3 separate regions of the Mus musculus genome follow, and all the other regions are linked to region 2. The links are chromatin contacts, called in public HiChIP or PLAC-seq and promoter capture Hi-C maps. All regions are on one chromosome and are shown on one strand. The core of a region is the stretch at or near the end of the contact, and the rest is flanking DNA. Distances in the headings are between cores, read along the strand shown.

Region 1 (4,331 bases), core at 10-2,509, 630 kb before region 2:
ACTAGAAAAAAGAATTTCAGACCAAACTAATGAGAAGTAGAATTAGAACTTAGTTAAGCTAAAGTAGAAGATGTTCAATAGAGCATGGATGTGGATTTCTCAAAGGAGATTCTGGTCTCATTGTCAAAATAATGTGTGTGTGTAGACCTTTATGGATCTTTTAGAATGTCATTGTTCTTTAAAATCTTAAGGAACCATTTTCTCTTTTATTTCTCTTTCCTGTGTGATGATTAAATTATAGGGTAGTTATGGAGGTATCTTGGATCTGATTTCAATTTGATGAAACCAGGTCCAAGTAGGTTCAGCAAGGCTTAAGGGTACATCATTGATGTTTCTGGCAAGATTCCTAGGAAAGGAAGGTTTGTAGCTGGAAAAGGAGGAAGGTGTTGAACAAGTGTTAATTGTTTCCGTTCCTGATTCCTAGCTGGTGAGAGTCTTCAGCCACACCTTAGGAATAGAGTTCTTCTTTCACTTCTGGTTCATGTGTCTTTATAATCCCCCTGCTTACATAATTTGACCTGCATGATTTATACCCTTCCTCCAATTGCTTGTTTGTGGTGAATAACATTTGAGCATCACATGTATAGCATAGCTAAATTGATAGAATACTTAATTTTTGTTGTTGTTGCTGCTGGTTTTGATACAAGTTCAATATATGCTAGTATGGCCTGCAAACCTACTGTGTAGCCAAAGACACTCTTGAACTTCTGGGCTTCTCACCTCCATCTCCAGAGTGCTAGGATTTACAGATGTGTACCACCAAAATTGAAAAGAGGACTTCACAGGCAGTAAACATGAACCTGAACTACTAAGTTTCATCCTCAGCTTAACCCTTCCTATTGAGATTTTTTCTAGCTGAAAATTGAACTAAGGAACCATTAGTGACCTTTACTAAGAAGGTAGTATAGTGTCAGATGATGAACTAATTCTTCCTACCTAAACTACTGTTTTTAACTCACATGAACATATATTATCTATGCATATTTATGCTCACTTCTATATTTTTCTGCAGCATTGAAACATTGCACCCAGTAAGTCAAGATGAGTCATTATTGCTTTCTTCAAGTTTCATTTATTTAGAATGTTTTCTGTAATGTAAAAGAAAAAGAGGACATTGGAGCAGACAGCTCCTGCTTTCTGTTAGTAACTGCTCTTAGACAATAAAGTACAGAAAGTTTTTGATAGGCCACAGCAAGGGGTGCCACAGAGACCAAGGTTTGTGCTTCAGGAGCCTAGTCATTGCCACTCAGTACAGCTCTCTGAGCTGGCACCATCTGCCTCACAGCTGAAAATAATTAAATGTCACAAATAACAGGCCTCCCCACTTTCTGGCTTTCGCTAAGCAAGTCTAAAGTTTACTGGCACCGTTGGGCAGATTCCTCAGTTAGTAATGTAGAACAAGCTGCCAGTTAACCTGCAAAGCCGAGTGATTCCTTAGGTTAGAACACAGGCCCATGGATATTTAAATTATTAATAATATATTTCAACTGGGGATTTCTTAATTTTTTCTAAAGAGCTAGTTTTCTACTGAATTTTATTAGCAATTACCACCGAACACCAACTTGACATATACCAGAGAAAGACACACTGTTGCTTTGTTTTACCTGGCCTGTGTTGGCAAAAAAAAAAAAAAAAAATGATCAAAGCCGTGCTTAAGAACTCAGTCACTATGTTAGTCTGCTGAGTGAGCACATTTGTGCAGTGTTAAAGGAATGAGCTCTGGCTGGGTATTGCAGCATATGGTTTGCATTATGAGAGCAGGATCATAAAATAAAATGAAAGGACAAGCATAACATTGGAAACGTAAAAGAACACAGTATTTGTTTTTCTTTAAAAGAAGAGTTGTGCTTTTTTCCTTCTATCAAAACAGGATTTCTTTGAGATGGTGCCTGTACTGTGTTTCAGTATCCTGATGGCTTAAGAATTTAATACATATTTTCCAGCTCATAAAATGTATTTGGACCAATCTTTAGATAATTGAAAAATGCTAATTTTACTCATGTCCAAGTAGATCAAGGAACTCCACCTAAAACTAGGCACACTGAATCTAATAGAAGAGAAAATGGGGAAGAGCCTCGAACACATAGGTATAGGGGAAAATTTCCTGAACAGAATACAAAGCTTCTGTAAGGCGAAGGACACTGTCAATAGGACAAAATGGCAACCAACAGATTGGGAAAAGGTCTCTACCAATCCTATATCTGATAGAGGGCTAATATCCAATATATACAAAGCACTCAAGAAGTTAGACTCCAGAGAACCAAATAATCCTATTTAAAATCCTAAACAAAGAATTCTCAACTGAGGACACTCAAATGACTGAGAAGCACCTAAAGAAACATTCAATGTCCTTAGTCATGAGGGAAACGCAAATCAAAATGACCCTGAGATTTCCACTTCACACCAGTCAGAATGGCTAAGAACAAAACTCGGGTGTCAGCAGATGCTGGCGAGGATTTGGAGAAGAGGAACACTCCTCCATTGCTGGTGGGATTGCAAGCTCTACAACCACTCTGAAATCAGTGTGGCAGTTCCTCAGAAAATTGGACAGTACTACCTGAGGACCCAGCAATACCACTCCTGGGCATATACCCAAAAGATGCTCCAACATGTAATAAGGACACATGCTACACTCTGTTCATAGCAGTCATATTGATGGTATCCAGAAAATAGAAACAACCCAGATGTCCCTCAACAGAGGAATGGATACAGAAAATGTGGTGCATTTATACAACGGAATACTACTCACCTGCTAAAAACAATGACTTCATGAAATTCTCAGGAAAATAGATGGATGTAGAAAATATCATCCTGAGTAAGGTAACTCAGTCACAAAAGAACACACATGATATGTACTCACTGGTAAGTGGTTATTAGGCAAAGAGCATGGAATACCCATGATACAAGTCACAGACCACATGAAGCTCAAGAGGAAAGAAGACCAAAGAGAAGTGGATGCTTCTGTCCTTCTTACAAGGGAGAACAAAATAATCTTGGGAAGTAGAGGGTGGGAGGGCCTTGTGAGGAAGAGAAGGGGGGGGGAGAGAAAGAGAGGCAGAATTAGGTATGGGAGGAGATGGAGGAGATGTACAGAGGGTCACGAAATGAAACAGAGGTGTGTAGCAATAGAGGATGGGGAACTTGGGGTAACAACCAGAATGTCCCAGATTCCAGGAAAGCAAGAACATTCCAGAACCCATCGGGGCTGACATTAGCTGAAAATACCCCACAAAGGGGAGGGGGAACTTGTCCAGACCATATCCAGAGGTTAGGCATGTCCCCTGGTAGAGGAATGTGGTCACCCACCCTTCTCCAAAATTTCAACGCAGAATTTCTCCTGTTCAATGGAAATACAGTGACAAAGAGTGGAACAGAGACTGGAGGAAAGGGCATCCAGAGCCTGGCCTACCTGGGAATCCATTCCATAAGCAGACACCAAACCCAGACATTATTGCTGCCAAGAAATTCTTGCTAACAGAAGCCTGATACAGCTGTCTTCTGAGAGGCTCTGCCAGATCCTGACCAATACAGATGCAGATGCTCATAGCCAACCATTAGACTGAGCACAGAGACCCCAATGGAGGAGTTAGGGGAGAGACTGAAGGAGCTGAAGGGGCCTTACCTGGCATCAGTGGGAGGGGAGGTCCTTGGTCCTGTGAAGGTTTGATACCCCAGTGTAGAGAAATGCGAGTGAGGTGTGGCAGGAGTGGGTGGGTGGGTGGTGGGGAGCACCCTCATAGAAGCTGAGAAAGTGGGGAAGTGATAGGGAGTTTGCAGAGCAGAACCAGGAAAGGGGATAACATTTGAAATGTAAATAAGTAAAATATCTAATTAAAAGTGCTTATTTTAATTTGAACCCTTTATATAGTTATCATTCTCTTTATTACTATTATAATTACAAATACATTGCTTTAAGGTGTATTTGCTTCTCCTTTCTAAACAAATTCATTGGGAATTTATATCTTAAGCCATCTTCACAGTTTACTCTTACCCGAGTGCTGTGCTGGAGTAAACTATGAGAAAATAGAACATATTTTCAGTTGTATCGATGCAATTTGTATATAACTTGTTTAGTTTTCATGTATTAGGAGAATGCGTCTGTGATATTCATACAGTAAATTAATGTTCTAGTTTAAAAGCTAGCATTGGGTTAGGCAGATAGCTCAGTGAGTAAAGTCCTTGCTGTACAATCATGAGAACGCAAGTTTAAATCTTCAGGGCTCACTTAAAGTTCGGTGTGCATGCATGCTTTGTTAATCCTCGTATAGCCATGTGAGCCAAAGTCAAAAGAATGTCTGAATCCCAGCCCAGAAACCTTCATGTATACAACA
Region 2 (4,841 bases), core at 1,169-3,668:
GATTTTCTTATTGCAATCCGTTGCTGAGAACACTGCTGACATTCCTTAGCGTGCAAAGTTCATCACAGCTGGGCTTACAGCATCTCCCCCAAGCACAGCTTTCCACTGAAGACTTGAATTCTTGGTTGATAACCTGCCACACCCTTGCTTTGAGTCATCTTTCCAGCCATTCTTGCCCAGAGACAAATTGAGCACTGACTTAGCTGGTGTAGAAACTTATATTTTTGACAAGTTTCCAGATGTAAATAAGAAACTAACTTTTTCAATGCATCTTGTTCATATCAGAAAAGTGACAAGTATATAGGAAGCAATTTGTGTAGGTCACAACAGTGCTGGCTTTGCCTGATATGGTTTCCCAGGACACATGTTTCAGCCATTGTAACAATAGCTCACTCAGATCGACACCCATCTGGACACTGCACTATGAAGCATTTGGATATGAGGAAACCAAAGCTCTAGGACATAGAACACAAAGGCTTGTGAAGCAGAACTTCCAAACACACTCAAAGTAGAGAAGCATGATAAATCATGCAATCTGGAGGATTAGTTCTCCAGGTCTCCCCCAAAGCCTTAAAATGGAACAATGCCTAGATCTGCAAAAACATCAGCCATATGTCTGTAGTGAGTATATCAATCAGGAATCTTTTTCTTATGCAAAAATGCTACTTTAAGAAGTTTTATAAACTTAAAGAATGTGACAGGAATTATGCATAGCGTTGATGAAATAGTGCATACAAAATTTTTAATTAGTACAAAGTAGCATTACGTTTTTTCACTCAGAAAAATAATTCTACTGACAATTTTCAATAAATCTCAATGTTTGCATTTTCCATTTAGAGTAAAGAGAGATGTACTTATATGTATTAGCACTGGTTTTTGTATACTGCAAATATATGAAAAACTTATGTTTCTAACATGGTTTGAACAGACAAAAACTTTGAGGTAAAGGATGAAGACTATTAATAGAAAGACACATACATGTCGGTCCTCAATTTCTTCACTTTAACCCGAGCCCAGCCAATCTCAGAAGTTCTATTCCCTGCCTCTTCTGGCAGCTCTTCTCCAATCTGAAATCAGAAGATGCACAGGGGGTGGATTTTTGTCCTATTTTATTGCTTCTTGTCGCCAAAAGACATCACTTTTCTTCCTTGAACATCTCAGTGTGGGCTCTCTGTGAGCAGGGACACATGGAGGAAGACATAGCATTATCCATGCTTATAGCATTGATGTCTATAAAAACAGATTTTTAAAAATAGTATTATATATTAGGAAAGAGAAAATTATATATAAAAAATAATTCTAAATGAGATGGTTTTCCTAAAGAGGGAAGTTTTGAGCTGGATCATTAAGAAATAACATGAATTGATATAATGGGGTAAATTTTTAAGTGTGCATGCACAAAAAGGGAATATTTCTATGAGGTTAAGACTAAAGAAATAAATGCACATGGCCATGATTAGGATCAAAATGCCCACGATTGATTTTTAAAGATAAATGAAGGAATAAGGAAGTGAAGGATAGGGTATCAAGATATAAGTTGGTCATCATAATAAGGGTAACAAGTACATTTTTTCTACAGAGATTTAATCAGAGATATAGTGGTATTTATTCCTCAACTAGATCTAGAAATACATAGAAAACTCTTCAGATGAGGTCTTGGAACAGAAACATAGAAAATACTGATGTAGACATATTTGTAGTAATTATTACATTAGAAATTAGAAATTCTATTCCACACTTTGAACTTTCTCTTTTGTAGTTTCTTACAAGGACAAGACTTGAAAAGTTTGATTGCTTTTTTTTCTCTTTAGTAATGCCTGTTCTGATTTCTTTAGTAACACATAAACTGGAAATTTTACAAGGAAGCAGTCAGGGTTGCTAAAGAAATTCGTGAGAAATAGAGCAAGGGGAACAGTAACAGATAAGAGTCTCAATATCTCTTCAAACATAGCTCAAAGACAGTTTTGTGACAATTGCCTCCAGTCTAACATTTGGAATGCAGAGTGGGTGGTGAGTTCAGGGCCTTCAGAGGATTTTCCTTTATAGTCTCTTACAGTTTCCTGTTAAAATTGAGTCAGGATGGACTCTGGCAAAACTCAAAGTATCAGAGTCTTCTAGAAAGATAAAATTTACAAAATGACCATGCCGGAGAATGGGAGTCAAAACACTTTTTCAAATTCAGACAGTTTTTACTGTTTCAGAGGGAAATTTAAAAACACACAAACAATTGTTGTAGGCTATCACAAAGCACATTCCTATGTGTTTCTGTCATGCAAATATGTATTTAAGACTAATGCATGTTATAAACATATGCATAGGCTGATGTACACATGCTCCAGATGTGCTGTTTCTGTGTCTGTGGGTTGTGTCCTCTACACACAGGGAAAAATATATTAATCATTGCTTTTACTGCTGAGGGGATGGGTTCTGCTCTCATATTTCAGAAAGGGGCTGGAAAGTGAGGGAAGCCAAACTTTTTCCTATTTAAGGCCAGAGCAGAGGGAAGCGAGCGGCTGAGTTTTATGACGGGCCCGGTGCTGAAGGGCAGGGACAACTGATGGTGCTACTCTGAGCTGCTTCTTCCTCTCTCCTCTTTTGCACAAAGAGTCTCATGTCTGATATTTAGACATGATGAGCTTTGTGCAAAGTGGAACCTGGTTTCTTCTCACCCTTCTTCATCCCACTCTTATTTTGGCACAGCAGTCCAACGTAGGTAAGTAGGTACCGATTTGAACAGGCTTTCTGGGTTAATTTTGCCTTAACTTCTTACAAAGGGTAAGATAGTGGGAAAATCAGCCTCCTAAGAATTTCCTGTCTAGCCTCTGACTGTGGAATGTTTTGTTAACCTTAATTTTGTTTTCTATATTTGATTTTTTTAAAAGTTAATGTACATGTATAATATTCTCTAGTTGTTTAAGGTAAAAACTGTTCTTAAATTAACTTGATTTCATGTTCACCTTTTAAAAAATGTTTTAAAGTACTCCCCTCCTGCATTGTGAACATCTTGGCATGCTCCCAGGCCATCTGGAATTTATTGGTCTCTTGTAATAATTTCATGTTCTCCTTTGTACACTGCTCTCTTTACAAAGATAGGATATTTAGCCATGTTTTTCAAAAGAATGCACTAGAAATGTCTCTGAAATGAATAACCCTTAAGAAGATACTAGAAAATAAATAGAATCCCTTATGTATTTCTGTAAAACTATAAATGTGGACTATCTATGGACCTTCCAGAAATGAGCCCAGGCTGCAAAAACGTGTCATTGTTTCTGTTTTTATTGCATTCCATGATTGCACACATTCAATGTGCTCAGAGTTTGCCAAAAGTTGTTTTATGTTCTGTTTAGCTGGATTTCCATTACTGAAGATAACATAATTTAACAGGAATATTTTTGCTTTCCTCCAAACAAGGTAAAGATACAAGTTTTGCTCAAAAAGGCAGACTTGAAATAGTTTTGGTAGCCAAATGTAATGATCTTTATTTTCTTGTGCCCCAAATTAAAAGCAACTGTCTCATTATTTACTTAAATACTTTTAAAAATGCATATGTTCCTTGTCATCATGAAAATTTGGGGTGCACACTTTTTTCAAAATAATTGTGTTGATGTAAATCTTATCTGTGGCTAAAAGAAGTTGCTAGCAGTTCTTTTCATACATAATCAAACACGTTGGTATTTAAACCTTTAGTTTTAGCAAATGCTTCATGAGCATTCGTTTTTCCACTGTGTGCAGTGTCTTCACTAGTTTCAGAAGTTATCTATGCAAGAGTAAGGGAAGGAGACACTTTATATTTCTGTATGTTCAGTCCACAGATACACAGAGAAGGAGCTCCCAGATTGCTTGTTTCTTAATTCTGTTCCCCTTAACCCACCCTTCCATCCCCCTCCATCTTTCCCCCCTCCTTATCTCTCCACCCCTTTTGGCTCCTTAGGAACTCCCCTCCCAATTTTCCTTCCTCACTCATCACCCCTCCCCCATCCTAGGCTTATCCACCTCCCTCCCCCCACCCCAGTCCTCACCCCTCCCTGTTCTCAGTGACTCACTCTCTGCTTCCCATCTTTATTTTCATCCTCTCTCCTCCCCAGCTCATCTTACATTTTCTTTTCTTTGGATAGTCAATTCCTTTTTAGCTTTCTTTTTTCACTTTCTCTTCACATCCTGCCCTCCTGGAAGATGAAACAACCCCAAGCCTTCCCTATTAATAGGAGACATGATCCAAAGAAATGTTAATTCCTTAGCAGCCCAAACTTTTATTCTGAAATCTAGATGAAGAATCATAGAATCTTAATTTTTTTTAAAGAAAGAAAGACAGACAGAAAGAAAGACAGACAGACAGACAGAAAGGAAGGAAGGAAGGAAGGAAGGAAGGAAGGAAGGAAGGAAGAAAGAAAGGAAGGAAGGAAGGAAGAAAGGAAGGAAGGAAGAAACCTATGTCTTTGGGACATTAATTAAAATATCAACATAGTATCTATAGTTTCTTAACAGTTAAAGTAATATGAGAAATACTATAGGAACAGTGGGTGTGTTTCTTCCCAATCTAACTCCAGTAAGAAGAGAAACATGTTTGGTTCTCACCATCTTAACATCATCCTAAGCTCATTTGCTTCCACCTTTGGGCTATGGTCTTTAAAACTCCAAGAAGGATAAAAAGGATTTAAGATCATATATTTCACATTCCTTGCAGGTTTTTAGTGAAAATCCTACTGAATGATTAACTTTGAGGAGATTTCAGTAAGTAGCAGACATTCAGCACACTGGGAACACTCAGAGAACTCTAAAGGGGTTATCTCCTATGTTCTCCAGAAATCCTAGAAGTCGTACAGAATTGCTAGACACTAACT
Region 3 (4,855 bases), core at 2,168-4,667, 530 kb before region 2:
CCTAAGTCCAATTGTTCATAGTCGACTGGGACCTCTTAAATCAATTACCAATGAGAAACATGTCACACACATGCCCACAGTCTAGAATGAAGGAGGAAGCCCCACGGGTGAGAGTACTTCTTCCTAGATGTGTCAAGCCAGCAAACAAGATTCATCAGCATCATCATGAACAAGTGATGTTACTTCAGGCAGAGAACCTTCTGTCTCATGAAGGAAACATTAAAGTAAATACTAATGCACAGAATAGGTGAAAGTATGTGTGACATCTAAAATATGTAGATTACCCCAATTTTTCAATTAAAAACACTGGCGGTTCCTCAGAAAATTGGACATAGTACTACCGGAGGATCCAGCAATACCTCTCCTGGGTATATATCCAGAAGATGCCCCAACTGGTAAGAAGGACACATGCTCCACTATGTTCATAGCAGCCTTATTTATAATAGCCAGAAACTGGAAAGAACCCAGATGCCCCTCAACAGAGGAATGGATACAGAAAATGTGGTACATCTACACAATGGAGTACTACTCAGCTATTAAAAAGAATGACTTTATGAAATTCCTAGCCAAATGGATGGACCTGGAGGGCATCATCCTGAGTGAGGTTACACATTCACAAAGGAACTCACACAATATGTACTCACTGATAAGTGGATATTAGCCCAAAACCTAGGATACCCAAGATATAAGATACAATTTCCTAAACACATGAAACTCAAGAAAAATTAAGAATGAAGTGTGGACACTATGCCCCTCCTTAGAAGTGGGAACAAAACACCCTTGGAAGGAGTTACAGAGACAAAGTTTGGAGCTGAGATGAAAGGATGGACCATGTAGAGACTGCCATATCCAGGGATCCACCCCATAATCAGCATCCAAACGCTGACACCATTGCATACACTAGCAAGATTTTATCGAAAGGACCCAGATGTAGCTGTCTCTTGCGAGACTATGCCGGGGCCTAGCAAACACAGAAGTGGATGCTCACAGTCAGCTAATGGATGGATCACAGGGCTCCCAATGGAGGAGCTAGAGAAAGTACCCAAGGAGCTAAAGGGATCTGCAACCCTATAGGTGGATCAACATTATGAACTAACCAGTACCCCGGAGCTCTTGACTCTAGCTGCATATGTATCAAAAGATGGCCTAGTCGGCCATCACTGGAAAGAGAGGCCCATTGGACACGCAAACTTTATATGCCCCAGAACAGGGGAACGCCAGGGCCAAAAAGGGGAAGTGGGCGGGTAGGGGAGTGGGGGTGGGTGGGTATGGGGGACTTTTGGTATAGCATTGGAAATGTAAAGGAGCTAAATACCTAATAAAAAATAATAATTTAATGAAAAAAAAAAAAAGAATGCACCCAGAAAAAAAAAAAAAAACCCACAGGCAGCAGATATACCATACAAGAAGATAGTTCAACATTATTGGCTGGGTACATGAGAAAAATGCTCAAGAGCAGTATTACTTAGATAAATATGTATCAATGCCAAATGAGATTTTACCTCACATGAATGACAATTTTATATGTATACATATATATATATATATATATGATACAATTACACACACACACACACACACACACACACACACACACACACACACACACACACATATATAAAACACACGACTACTAGCCCAGGGAGGCATGACCCAATGGTACTCCCACCCTTGATCACTAATTGAGAAAATGCCTTACAGCTGGATCTCATGAAGGCATTTCCTGAAGGGAGGCTCCTTTCAGATATTAGAGAAGGGATCCTTGTACATATTACAAAGACTAGGAAGACAAACCAATACAGATTTAAAAAAAACAATAGAGATTTTTCAAAAAGCTAAAAGCTAAAACAAAGTACTACCATGCAATCCAACTATTGTAATACCTGCTGTGTGTCTAAAGGAGGTGATACCAGCCTGTATCCAAACATAAGGCTTAATTATCAATAAGTAGAAGGAAACAAAGTTCTTTTGTTTGTTTTGTTGCTTGGTTGCTTGGTTTTGTTGTTATTGTTGTTTTGTTTGTTTGTTTGTTGTGTTTTTTGTTTTTGTTTTTTCGCTCTTTCAATGTTTCTGTCCCCTGTTCTGCAATGTTCCCTGAGCCTTGGGAGTGAAAGTAAGAGTGTCTCTCATAGGTGTATCCACTGGGACTGGACTCCAAAATTCTATGGTCTGAGTGGTTTTCTGTTGTAAAGAAAAGTTTTGAAACCTAACAAACTACTCTGCTGATGAAGTCTTGGCTATTGTAGGAAAATCTACAATTATTAAATTTCAAAACCAGAATAAACCCTAACAGCAATCTATAAGCACTTGTTCTTATACCCACAGATAAGGCTATCCTTCATCAGCAGAGTAGGATAAGTAGAAGGAAACAAAGTTCTTTCAACTCCCTAACTTTTCTCAACTTCATGGCCTCCTCCTCCTATTCATATAATTCGTCCAGCCAAATTTGTGTTGCTCTGAGAAGTGTGGGTCCATTCATAGAAGATACGCCCTATAAAAAAACTGGCTCTTACATACCTAGAAGTCAACATATATAAATAATTCCTCAACTAGAAGTCAGAAGCTCTTGACGACCTTTCTTCTCCATGCTGAAATGTTAACTTGCTTGATGTTGAGCAGAACATCCCAGCCAATGGGAGTTTATGAGTACAGTGATTCCATCCTATCTGCATGACACTGCTTTGTCCCACTCCTTCCTAATCTATGGACAGTCTTTCTATCTCCTCTTCCAAAATTCTTCCGAACTTTAAGGGATGAATCATTTAGATACCTCATTTGTGGATGAGTACTTCAACAATGTTTCTTCTCTACACTTTGATCAGTTGTGAGATTTTGCATCACCATATATTGTACAAAGAAGCTTCTTTATGAAGTATGAAAGTTACACTAATCTACAGGCATAGAAATCTGAATTTAGAAGGCAGTTTAGTGTTTGGTCATTTTGGTAGAATAATAGTAGTTTCAATTTGGGGCGTGTGATCTCTTCAATCATGGGTTCTTAGTTGGATTAATAGAACCAGATATGTTTTTCTTTCTCCTATGGACCAGTCCTTAAATTCAATCTAAAAGCAGTTAGTTACCATCATAACAATTATTGCACTATTGAATTCATGACTATATCTTACCACATCAATCATTATCACAGTTCAGAGAATTCACAACGGGATAAGACTGTTAATAATGTTTTTTTTTTCTTAGTAGCCAAGTCTAAATAGCCATGGAAGTATGAAAGCTAGCCAGCTTGACTAAAGCTTCCTTGTCAGTGCCAACTTGATTTCTCCATGTCATGTGATCCAAGTGTGTAATTTCTTCAGCAATAGCATCTTTATATAAAGGTCTGATTATCAAACAAGAACTTTAGTGTTGTGGTTTAAATAGGAATGGTCCACATAGACTGCTGTCTGAATGCTTGGCCCATAGGGAATAGCACTATTAGGAGATAAGGCCTTGTTGAAGTAGGTATAGCATTGTTTAGGAGTGTGTCACTATGGAGGCAGACTTTGAATCTATGCCCAGTGTGGCACATAGTCACTTCCTACTGCCTGGAGATCAAGATGTAAAACTTTGAGCTACCTTTCCAAGACCATGTCAACCTGCATATCTTCTATGACAATAATGACCAAACCTTTCAGCTGTAAGCCAACCCCAATTAAATGTTTTCCTTTGTAGGAGTTGCCACATTCATGGTGGTTTTTTTTTTCCACAAAAATAAAACTATAACCAAGACAGATGTTGGTAGCAGGGACTGAGGTACTTCTGTGATAGGCATGACTATGCTTTTGTTTGGAAGCATGTGGAGATTGGAATTTTTTATTAGAAAAACAGTTGTATGCTTTAAATAGGTCTTAATGGGCTTTCCTAATAGAAACATGGAAGACAGTAGTGCTGAGTTGATTTGTGGGTGGCGGGATCAAGAGGCTTCAGAAAAGCACTGTGTTAATATGAAGTCTAGTGACTATTCCTGTAATATTTTGGTGAAGAATGTGGCTGCTTTTTGGCCTTGTCTGAAAACTTTATCTCAGGCTAAATTGAAAAGTTCTGAATTAGTTGTGTTGCAGAAAATTTTCAGAACATCTTAGTACTGTTTCTGTCATGTGGTTACTACTGTTCACTCTTATGAAGCTCTAATGAGAAGGAGAAAGCTGCTTAAAGAGAAATAAAAAAATGCATAGTTCAAGAAGAAAAGGGGCATCATGAATTGGAATGGATCTAAATCCTGTGTTCAAGGAGATAAATCAAGGAGATTGAAGAAAAGCCTCATGCTAAGTGCAATAAAAGGAGTGGTGAACTCAGGGCAAGACCACACTCAGCTAAGCTTTCAACATGTCAGAAGAAATGAAAGAAACTCTTAGAGTCATGTGTGGTGGTGCACATACCTCTAATGCAACCATTGCAGAGACAAAGGCAGGCAAAGAGCTGAGTTCAAGGCCAGTGTAGCCTATAGAGCAAGTTCTCAGGCAACCAAGCTTAGGAAATAAAGGAATCCATCACACACACACACACACACACACACACACACACACACACACACACACACACACAGAGAGAGAGAGAGAGAGAGAGAGAGAGAGAGAGAGAGAACTGGTGAAGATATCATTGAATATGGGGCTATGTTCCGGCCCCAGCCAGCAACAGAACTTGGCAGATTTGGCCACATGGTTTTGTCTTTAGAGTCAAGGATAGAAGAAAGAAGTTTTGGATTCTCCCTCCATGGCTAAGGAAAGCTGTTGAGAGCAGGCATGTGTTAGGGTGTTCCTTCATGGAGACCTAGAGAAGCCATTGCATGGGTCTGTGCCAATATATTCTGAAAAGTATGTGATCTGGGATCTGCTTTTTTATTTTATCTTATAGGAGA

The links. Promoter capture Hi-C pulls out the DNA fragments that hold promoters and counts their contacts. HiChIP or PLAC-seq counts read pairs in DNA pulled down with a chosen protein or histone mark.
Region 1: an H3K4me3 HiChIP or PLAC-seq map of embryonic limb bud shows a contact between it and region 2, with 5 times the contacts expected there. The contact joins the enhancer-like site here to the promoter of Col3a1 in region 2. A contact is called at or near these places in 11 of 39 promoter capture datasets (the 3T3-L1 cell line, the C10 cell line, cranial neural crest and 6 more), 1 of 484 Hi-C or Micro-C datasets (uterus), 2 of 115 datasets of contacts at active chromatin or transcription factors (cardiomyocytes and embryonic limb bud) and 1 of 9 other capture datasets (embryonic stem cells).
Region 3: a contact with region 2 is called in a promoter capture Hi-C map of the 3T3-L1 cell line, with 15 times the contacts expected there. The contact joins the enhancer-like site here to the promoter of Col3a1 in region 2. A contact is called at or near these places in 17 of 39 promoter capture datasets (the 3T3-L1 cell line, 3T3-L1-derived adipocytes, the C10 cell line and 12 more), 1 of 484 Hi-C or Micro-C datasets (embryonic fibroblasts), 5 of 115 datasets of contacts at active chromatin or transcription factors (the NIH/3T3 cell line, craniofacial prominence, embryonic limb bud and 2 more) and 2 of 9 other capture datasets (adipose tissue and embryonic stem cells).

The regions. Positions count from the first base shown.
Region 1 is chr1:44,677,877-44,682,207 of GRCm38.p6, forward strand. The region is part of intron 1 of Gulp1 (GULP, engulfment adaptor PTB domain containing 1); the gene reads left to right. Among named protein-coding and RNA genes, the nearest start is that of 4930521E06Rik, 65 kb to the right of the region's middle. Within about 2 kb of position 1,260, at least 41 of the 459 cell types and tissues checked have an H3K27ac peak or open chromatin away from gene starts, as enhancers often do. A contact at or near this core is called in embryonic limb bud, second pharyngeal arch cranial neural crest and uterus, where this site is marked.
Region 2 is chr1:45,309,120-45,313,960 of GRCm38.p6, forward strand. It overlaps Col3a1 (collagen, type III, alpha 1), which reads left to right and starts at 2,419. Exons shown (of 51, transcript NM_009930.2): 1 at 2,419-2,713. The coding sequence starts at 2,629.
Region 3 is chr1:44,782,359-44,787,213 of GRCm38.p6, forward strand. The region is part of intron 9 of Gulp1 (GULP, engulfment adaptor PTB domain containing 1); the gene reads left to right. Among named protein-coding and RNA genes, the nearest start is that of 4930521E06Rik, 40 kb to the left of the region's middle. Within about 2 kb of position 3,418, at least 5 of the 459 cell types and tissues checked have an H3K27ac peak or open chromatin away from gene starts, as enhancers often do.